2 separate regions of the Macaca mulatta genome follow, and region 2 is linked to region 1. The links are chromatin contacts, called in public Hi-C maps. All regions are on one chromosome and are shown on one strand. Each heading gives the region's core, a stretch centred on a gene start, on an enhancer-like site or on the middle of the called end of the contact. The rest is flanking DNA. Distances are from core to core; before and after follow the strand shown. Region 1 holds the start of DDIAS (DNA damage induced apoptosis suppressor). Region 2 holds the start of ANKRD42 (ankyrin repeat domain 42).

What was found. Hi-C and Micro-C count contacts between places; a contact is called where the count stands out from the background.
Region 2: a Hi-C map of fetal cortical plate shows a contact between it and region 1, with 2.6 times the contacts expected there. The contact joins the promoter of ANKRD42 here to the promoter of DDIAS in region 1. A contact is called at or near these places in 2 of 14 Hi-C or Micro-C datasets (fetal cortex germinal zone and fetal cortical plate).

What each region holds. Positions count from the first base shown.
Region 1 is chr14:83,437,415-83,441,750 of T2T-MMU8v2.0, forward strand. It overlaps DDIAS (DNA damage induced apoptosis suppressor), which reads left to right and starts at 1,999. Exons shown (of 5, transcript XM_015115343.3): 1 at 1,999-2,437. It overlaps PRCP (prolylcarboxypeptidase), which reads right to left and starts at 1,060. Exons shown (of 9, transcript NM_001261249.1): 1 at 867-1,060. The coding sequence starts at 1,034.
Region 2 is chr14:83,720,886-83,725,221 of T2T-MMU8v2.0, forward strand. ANKRD42 (ankyrin repeat domain 42) reads left to right here and starts at 1,888. Exons shown (of 11, transcript XM_077964118.1): 1 at 1,888-2,904. The coding sequence starts at 2,847. It overlaps LOC106993411 (a long non-coding RNA gene), which reads right to left and starts at 1,844. Exons shown (of 3, transcript XR_013404239.1): 1 at 1,643-1,844; 2 at 595-711; 3 at 176-364.

The DNA of each region.
Region 1 (4,336 bases), core at 749-3,248:
CAAGGTCATAGAGCTAGCAGGGTAGAATCTGGTTCTACCTGACTCCTAAAGCCAAGCTTCAGACCCTTGCACTCTTTCTAATCCCAACCCTTTCCAAATCTTTTCCTATTTTTACCAGGCTTTCAGAAATGCTGAACTGTAAGGAATCCTCGTCATTTCACAGAGGATGTACTTTTCCATCAAGACCTGTGGGGGAATGCCTCATGCTGCAGCCAAGCACAAAGGCATCAAGCCTAAAAAGCTCTAAAATCATGTTACAAACCATAGAAAGGCTAATCCCCAACCCCACCACAAGCTCCTACAACTCCTTTTACAACCATAGGCTACACACGTTCAGTCTTATGGGGAATAGGGATTTCAACAATTCTTAATAATAGGGCTACAAAATCAGCTCTGAGCTGACCCCTTATGAGAGTCTGGTTTTTAGGATGGATAACTATCCAATATTATCTAATAGGTAAAAATACTAGAATTTGTATTTAGGGCTGCCTTGGGGCAAAGGATGACTATCACCGCAGACTAGGTAGCAGAGCTGGTATTTAATAATTTGAATTTGAGGGAAGGTTAAGGGAGTTCGGATTGGGGCACCCTATGGGAGCAGGCGGAGTTGAAGTGACTGCCGTGTCCAATTGCAGAACAACCTGAATCAAGAGTACGGAGCCAGAAGTACTACCAAATTATTGGTAATGGGAGGAGAAAAATTCAACAAAACTGGGATTTGAGACCACCTTCTGGAAGACATGAGCCAAAGACCGAAGAGATCCCAGGCATCAAGGGGTGTGAATTTCGAGGTGGGCTCCGTTGCCCGGGCTCTGAGGGTTCCCGGCCGTTGGGCCGGGGACGGTGAAGCCCCCACTCCCCCTTACCTTCTGTTGGAAGTAGAGAACCGAATAGTTCTTGGCTACAGCCGGGAGGGATGTGGGGTTTGTTGGCAAGTGTAGGCTGCCGAGGGCCCTTAAGGCCGGCCGGAGGGCCTTGGTGGCCCAGGGCGCCAGAAAAGACAGAAGCAGGAGCAGGAGGGCTCGGCGGCCCATGGCTCAGGCTGGCGGCTGCAGTGCGGGTGGGAGGGCGAAAAGGAGGCCAGCAGCAGCGCACGGGCTAAGCCCTGCCCAGTCTGCAGCTCCGCCCGCCGCAAAACGGCTCCTCCCGGGGGAAACCCAAAGCCAGCCAGCTCCTCAGACACCGCCCAAACCAGGTCACCACAGCCACTCCGCCCCCATCCCCGAGGGCACCGCCTCCACTCCACTTTACTCTCGTGCCGTCTGCTTCTTAGCACTCACCTTCATTGCGGTCACATCCCAAGTTTGCCTTTATCATGCTAGGGCCTCTTCCTACCTCATCGCTGTAGCCCATGCTTTATCTATAGCGCCCCCGAAGCCCACCTGTCCTTCAGGTCATCCTATATCCCCACCATTATAATCACCGCCAAACTCTGCCCTGGCTGCCTCAATTCCATTGCTACACCTCCTGCCCTCCGCAAATCCCACATAAAGGCAATAACAGCTTCCATGACAATTTATTGAAGGTTCACTACAGGCCAGTATATCAGGAGGCAGGGAGGCACAGGCATCATCTCCTCTAACTCAATCGTCACAGCAATCTTGTGCGTCGTATTCGATTGTTATTCCCATCTACAGATGTGGAAACGGAGGCTCAGAGAGGTGCGGGAACTTGCACTAGATCACTCAGCAGTAAGCGGAGTACGTCGTCGCAGACCGCTGGGTCCAGCTCCAAAGACTGTGCTCCTTGCACCCACCTCCATCATGGAGCCTAACCACTCCCTATGATACTCCGTTCTTTGGTAACCCCAAAACTGTGTTGCTTGCACAACCCATCCATTACAGAGGTCGCCCCGGGTCCACATCGTCCCTAAATCCCGCCAGGTCCCGGTCCCTTCTTTCAAGTAACGCCCCCTTTCTTCTTCGGCACCCGAAAACCCACTCCGCGCTCCACCTCCCTCCTGCCTCCTGCCAAAGCCCCCTTCCCCCCTCCGCCCCTGGGTAGTGCTAGCCCCTAGGACAGCGCCGGGTCTGGCTTCCAAAGCTCCCTCAACCCTCTTCATCCGGCTTCCATTCCCTCTTTCAGTCACCCCGCCAGACCCCAGGACGCCCAGGCTTGCTCCACACTTTCCGGGGATCCCTACGCCCAGGAGGCTTAGCGCAGCCAAAACCAACTTTACGGACTGTACTACTGATCCACCGACTCTACCCGCAGTTTGACGAAAATGGTCGTTCCCACAAGCTTGTAGGATTTCTTGGCTAAGCGCCACCCTCTGCGGCGCTTTCTTCTGATTGGCTCTGAGTGAACGCAGCCAAAGCGTTACTTCCGGCGGAAAAGGACGCGGGAGATTCGATTGGAAGGCTCCCGGCGAACTACTGATCCGGCCGGTCTGAGTCACTGTGTGTCGCCTGGGCCCGCTACTGGTCTTCTCCCTCAGGTGAGCTGGGTAAAGGGGTTCTGGGGAAGCCTAAGGGCCGGAGACTCCCAAGGAGGCTCTTAACTTCATTATGAATGAGACCCACCCAGAGCCCGGCACTTGTTTTTTCACGAGTTATTCTCTGTAAACGGGCGGACATGAGGGTAAAAGATATAAACGTCAGTTATTTTATTTTAGACTCAGTGCAGTTGCAATCACCTAACGAACGTTTATTGAACGCTTTCAGTGGCATCGAGCTAGACTCCGAGTGAGCTTTTAGAATCGGAGATAGAGTGGAAAAGGCGCGACTCTTGCTTCTGTGATGTGCAAATACGTATTCAGCGGGCCACTGTGCAGAGTAGTACGTGCTAAAAGGGGATCTGCCAAACTGGTATCATGGCTTAGAGGGAACATACTTTAACTGAGCCAGGTGCTTAAACCAGAACTTGAAAGTTTTCTTCCTTTTCGCATCCAGCCAGTCCCTAACAGCCTCTTGAATATCTCAGATCTGTTCACGTCTTTCCGTTTTTTACTGACATTATTTTGGTTCGACCCTATGACTGCTACATAGCTGTGGCAGTACCCCCACCTGGCCCAGCTGGTTCTCCTGCTTTCAATCTTGTCACATTCCAGTCCAGTCTCCACATTGCTGGGCTGATAAAGATAATTGCCCGAGGCACTCCCCATTGAAAACCTTTCAGTCCCTCCTATTTGCCCTCAGGTTTAAGCCCAAACTCTTTAACATGACTTACAGGCTCTTTCCTGTCTGACTTTTGCCTGCCTCTTCAGCCCCAGTGGTTTTCCACCGCTCCAGCCATATAGAATGTCTTCTGTGTTCCTGAAGTGTACTATCCTCTTTCTCACCCCAAACCGTCTTCTGACCCTGTCCGTGACCTGGCTAATTCTTACCCAGTTTGCAAAGCCTTTTAAATCAGAAACCCTTTCCTGACCCCACAAGACTGGATCACAGAGCAACAAGTAATTATTTGTTTATTCTGCAGATAGTTAAGTGCTTCTTTGGTCTGTGCCAAGAACTGCTAGGTACTGAGATCCGATGATGAACAAGGTAGATTCCTGTTCTAATGGAACTTACCTTGTATGGATAGAATTAAGGAGAATTTACAAGGAAACTATGTGAATTAGACTGGTCTAAGAAGACCTTTCCGAGGAGTTGATGTTGATGCCTAAAAGATGAGCATGATCCAACTGTGCAAGAGAGGAAAAGAACAACATTCTAAACAGAGTGAACAGGTTGTGCAAAGGTCCTGAGGCAGGAAAGAGCTTGACATGTTAATGTTCAAGAATCTAAGGAAAGACCAGTATTGCTGGAATATATTCAGAAAGGACAGTTGTATGAGATGAATCTGGAAAGATGGGCAGAGACCGAATCATGATAAGGAGGTTAATCCAGCACCATAAACAGGAGATAATGGTGGTTTGGATTAAGATGATGGCAGAATATATAAGGGAAAGGTGAATGATGGTTTCTAAGTATGGAAGTAAATTCAAGTACCTTCTGATGAGTGTGATGTGGGATGTGAAAGAAAGGGAGGAATGACAAATGACTCCCAGGTACTGGCCTGAGTTACTGGTTAGTGAGTGGTACCATTTACTGAGATGGAGCAAAATTGCAAAAAAAGAGGTTTGAGAGGAAACTAAGAATTCAGGTTTTTTAACTATTAAACCGTGAGATCCCTATGAGACATCGAATACAGTTGGCTCTCAGGTAAGCAGTTAAGGTATAGAAGTCTGGAGCTTGCATATATTATTTCATTGATAGTTATATATTGCCTGTCTTAGCCAATAGATTATAAATTCCTTGAACACAAGAGCCTGTTTTTTCTCTCTTTAACCCTATTACCTTCTCCATCCCTGTAATAAATATCCCATAAATGACAGTCAACAGAAAAACCGTATTGT
Region 2 (4,336 bases), core at 638-3,137, 280 kb after region 1:
GAGGAAAAATTGTTAAACAGATAATTATAATACAACGGGATAAGTGATCTAATAAAAGGTTGTGGGAATTCAGAGACTTTGAGGTGCTCCTGCAGCAAAATCCAAGACCTATGTTGGAATCCTAAGTCAGGTATTTAATACTTACTACTGAAGGGGGAATTAATGAATTTTATAATTATGTTAGTCAAGAAGTTTATTCTTTTCCTTAGAGGTAGAATGTAATATAGCCCCCTGGTCTGGAGGCCTGGGTTAGGAAAGAATATTAACTGCTTATTTCTCCTCTATGCACGGAGAGGCTTATCTGTGTTCCATGGTTTCACATTCCTTGAGGCACGGCGAGGTCTTGCTTCCCTCCCCAGCGCGGCTGTAAAGTCACAAGGTTGATAAGCAATTACTACAAAAGCATGTATTCCCAAGGATATAAGACATGTGCTGTAACAAATGTAAAAGAGTAATTATCTGCCTTTGTTCTTGCTTCTGCAAGCAGGCTTCCTGCAGCACGAAACTCCCCCCACAAACTGCTTAAAAGGTAACTGATCCCTTTGTTCCGGACTCAGTCTTTCTGGACCCTAGTCCGACTGAGCCAGTGATCACCTTAATAATAAAGAGCTCTCCTGAACTCTGTTCGGCCTCTCCCGTCTCTCTCATTTGTCCCGCAACACTAGCAGTGTATCCTCAGGCAATTTACTTTTTTGTTCCTTGTTTCTCTCTCTGTAAAAAGGAAGAGGAATACTTATTTTGGCAGGTTATAAGAATTGAGTCAAACTCATTTATGTTAGTATAAAAAAATGAACAAGAAAACTAATATAAAGCACTTAGATCAGTACCAGGCAGATCACAGGAACTCAATAAATGGAAATTAGTAATATTACAAAAGGTGATGGAAGTCAAAGACAATTTACTGTACCTCAAGAGAGTAGAGGTAGGATCAGGAGAATTCCCCAAATGTGTTCACAGACAAAAACTGGGGGAAAGGCAGGGTAGTTTCCTGGTAAGACGAACAGCACATGACAAGGCACAGAGATACTAAAAAGTATGCTATGTTTCTAGGACCAGTTCGTTATTCCAGAAGGGAGAAGGCAATAAGGGTGGAAAAACTGGGCCGAGAGGGGAATCTGGGTTGGTGATGCCTCTGGTGGGCAGATAATTCTTACTAATTTCTGTATTTTCTGCTGCTGGTACAAAACGTGACCCATATGTTTCCAACAAATGATGAAACAATTCATTCCTGTTGTTAAGCAATAGGGTTGTAGAGAAATATTTGAGCAGTAAACATGCTACAGTGAAAGGAACCCCGGATTTGGAGCCAGGAGACCTGAAGCAGTCTTTTGACTAATGACCTGTGTTTTTATAATGGTTTTACAACTTACCTGCTGCCTGGCCTTACCAACGTACCGACATATTGAGTCTCTTGACCTATAAAATAGGGGTAACATCTAACAAGCGATTATTTAAGAGTTGACGCTAGTAAAGTACTCAATAAAAACAGCGGCTGCAGCTGCTAAACTCTCCTTTAGGTCTTTTTCCATACTTGCGAAATGACAGGGTTACAAATTTCCTTCCAACCACCACTGAGAAAGTATACTAGGTTTGCTCAAGGACAAAAAGGCCCCGCCCGGTCCGCGCCACACAGGTCACCTACGCAGAATGCAGTCCTGGGAGGTTCCACTTGTGTCGCTCAGCGATGGAGGGCGCGATCGATGACAGGCCACTCCAGAGACGGACCTAGATAGGCTCGTGTGAGGCCGAGCCGAATTTTACCGAAAACCAGTTCACACCACCACCCGATTTGTCCAGACGAAAAGCCAAGAAACAGCTGAGGGAAAGGAAACCGGAAATGGCGTGAGCCGTGAGGAACGGGAAATGACCTCAGCACGTCGGAAGTGTACTCGTTTCCAAGGCGACGGCCTTGCTGCCTCTCCAGCCAAGTGACTGGAGTCGGGAGGCTGGAAAGCAGCTCCGAGAAAGTACCAGCCGAAGGCGGCCGCCGCCACAGCGACTCTCAGGGAGTAGCAGACGAAGACGGCGGCCGCCGCACTAGCCACCACGTGTGGAGGATAAACGGCCTACACGGCCATTCCAGCGCCGAGTCAAGGGAAAGAGTTAGCGACGACGGGGAAAGAAAACGTGAAGAGGGTGACCGCCGCTCCAGGGTCGCTGCGGGAAGCCTAAGTGGAGACGCCGGCTTGTCCCGCAGTGACTTGAGAAGGGTCAGTGAAAACCTCGGCCACTGCCGCAGCGTCTCTGGGGAGAGAGTTAGGGGGGATAGTGGCCGCAGTCACAGAAACTCTTGGGAGAGAGTTAGGGGAGACCGCAGCTTCTGCAGCAGCGACGTGAATTTTAGTGAAGTTGGAGGCCACCAAACTGCCGACTCCAGGGGAACTACCAGAGAAGACCGAGGCCTCCGCCTAAGTGGTACTTGGGAGGGAGTCAGTGACGTCCGGGACCCGCGAACTAGTGACTTCGGGTATAGAGTCAGAGACGATCGCAGTCGCCGCCTCAGTGGCTCCTGGGAGGGAGGGAGTGTCGATGGCGGCCACAGCCTCGGTAGTTCTTGGGAGGGAGTAAGTGAAGACTGCGGCTACGCAGCCAGCGACTCCTCCGGTGTGAGCGGCAGTGAAGACGCCAGCTGCCGCCTCAGTGGCGTTTGGGAGAGAGAAAGTGAAGACGAAGGTTTCTGCTGCAGCTTCTGGGAGAGAGCAAGAGAGGACCTTGGGCCCCGTCCTAGTGACGACGGAGAAGAGGGCCGCTGCCCCTGCAGTGGCTCGTGGGTGAGAGCAAGTGAAGACCGCGGCAGCATCAGGGGCCTGGACTCAACTACTCCCCAGAGTCGGAGGTGTTGCACCATGCCCGGGGTGGCTAATTCAGGCCCCTCCACTTCCTCTAGGGAGACTGCAAACCCCTGTGAGTCAGACTATGTCGTTGGCCCTCATCTCTGCCACATTCCTTTTCTTACTTAAGCGTGCAACAGTCTTAGCCCTTTCTGGCATTTCCTTTTCTCAGGTGTCGCTCCCCGTTTCCCTTTCTAATTTGTTTTTGGAGATACCAAAGCTGTCAACTTTCCCCTGTTCTGTATTATTTCAGCTTTCTTTCCTTTTTTCCATCCACACCAGTCCTCCGGGTCTTCTTGCCCAGCTTAACATCAACTCTTGTTCAGTCTTACGGACTCTTTTAAGTTCTTCCTTGGCTTCCCTGAAGCATTTGACCCTGTGGAGACGACAAATTAGTACTTACTTAGTTTTCTTCTTTCACTCCATTGAGTGACCCTTTCCTTTGCCGTTTTCTTTTCTTCTGCCCTCTTAAATGCAGCTTTCCCTCCTTGATGATGCCATCATTGGTTCTCTTCTTCTTGTCATTTACTGTGACTTCAGTACTACTGATGGCCCTCAAATCTGTTACTCATTCAACCATCCGGTAAATATTTACTGCGTGCCTACTTTGTGCTCTGTGTTAAGGAACTATCAGTAAAGAAGACAAGGCACATTCTTTACCTTCTAGTGAGGAAGATAAATACTGAGCAAATAATAACAAGTGAGGTGAGTGTTATAAAGGATGGTAGAATGCCACTGATTCCAGTAGGGGGTGAGTATGGGTGTCAGAAAAAACATTCTAATGCAGAGACACACGTAACACTGAGACCTGAATTCTGTATCTCTCCTCGGAGCTGCAGATGTATACATATGTCTCCCTTCTGGAAATCTTCCTTGGGTACCTCAAGAACAGCATGTCCAAATTGTAATTTTGTATCTATATATCCTCTCTGTCCTTCAGTGTTTGCTGTCTCAACTAATGGCACCACAGCACTCAGATGACAAAGCCAGACATCTTGGAGTTATCTCACTACTTTTCTCTTATTTCACCCACTGAATCCATTCTAGTTTAGTTCATTCTAATTTTATTAATATTTGTTGAATCTGTCTGCTTTTCTTTTCCCACTGTTCAGGATCTCATTTTTTCTGGTCTAGACTATTGTAAAGTGTATTCTTACATGATCTACCTACTCTTTTTTTTTTTTTTTTGAGGCATTGTCTCGCTCTGTCCCCCAGGCTGGAGTGCAGTGATGCGATCTCAGCTCACTGCAAGCTCCGCCTCCCAAGTTCACGCTATTCTCCTGCCTCAGCCTCCGGAGTAGCTGGGACAACAGGCGCCCACCACCATGCCCGGCTAATTTTTTGTATTTTTAGTAGAGACGGGTTTCACTGTGTTAGCCAGGATGGTCTCATCTCTTGACCTCATGGGATTACAGGCGTGAGCCACCGTGCCGGACCAATCAACCTACTCTCTAGTTTTGCCTTTTTGCTCCCCATTCAATAAATTCTCTTCCCTGAATTTAGCC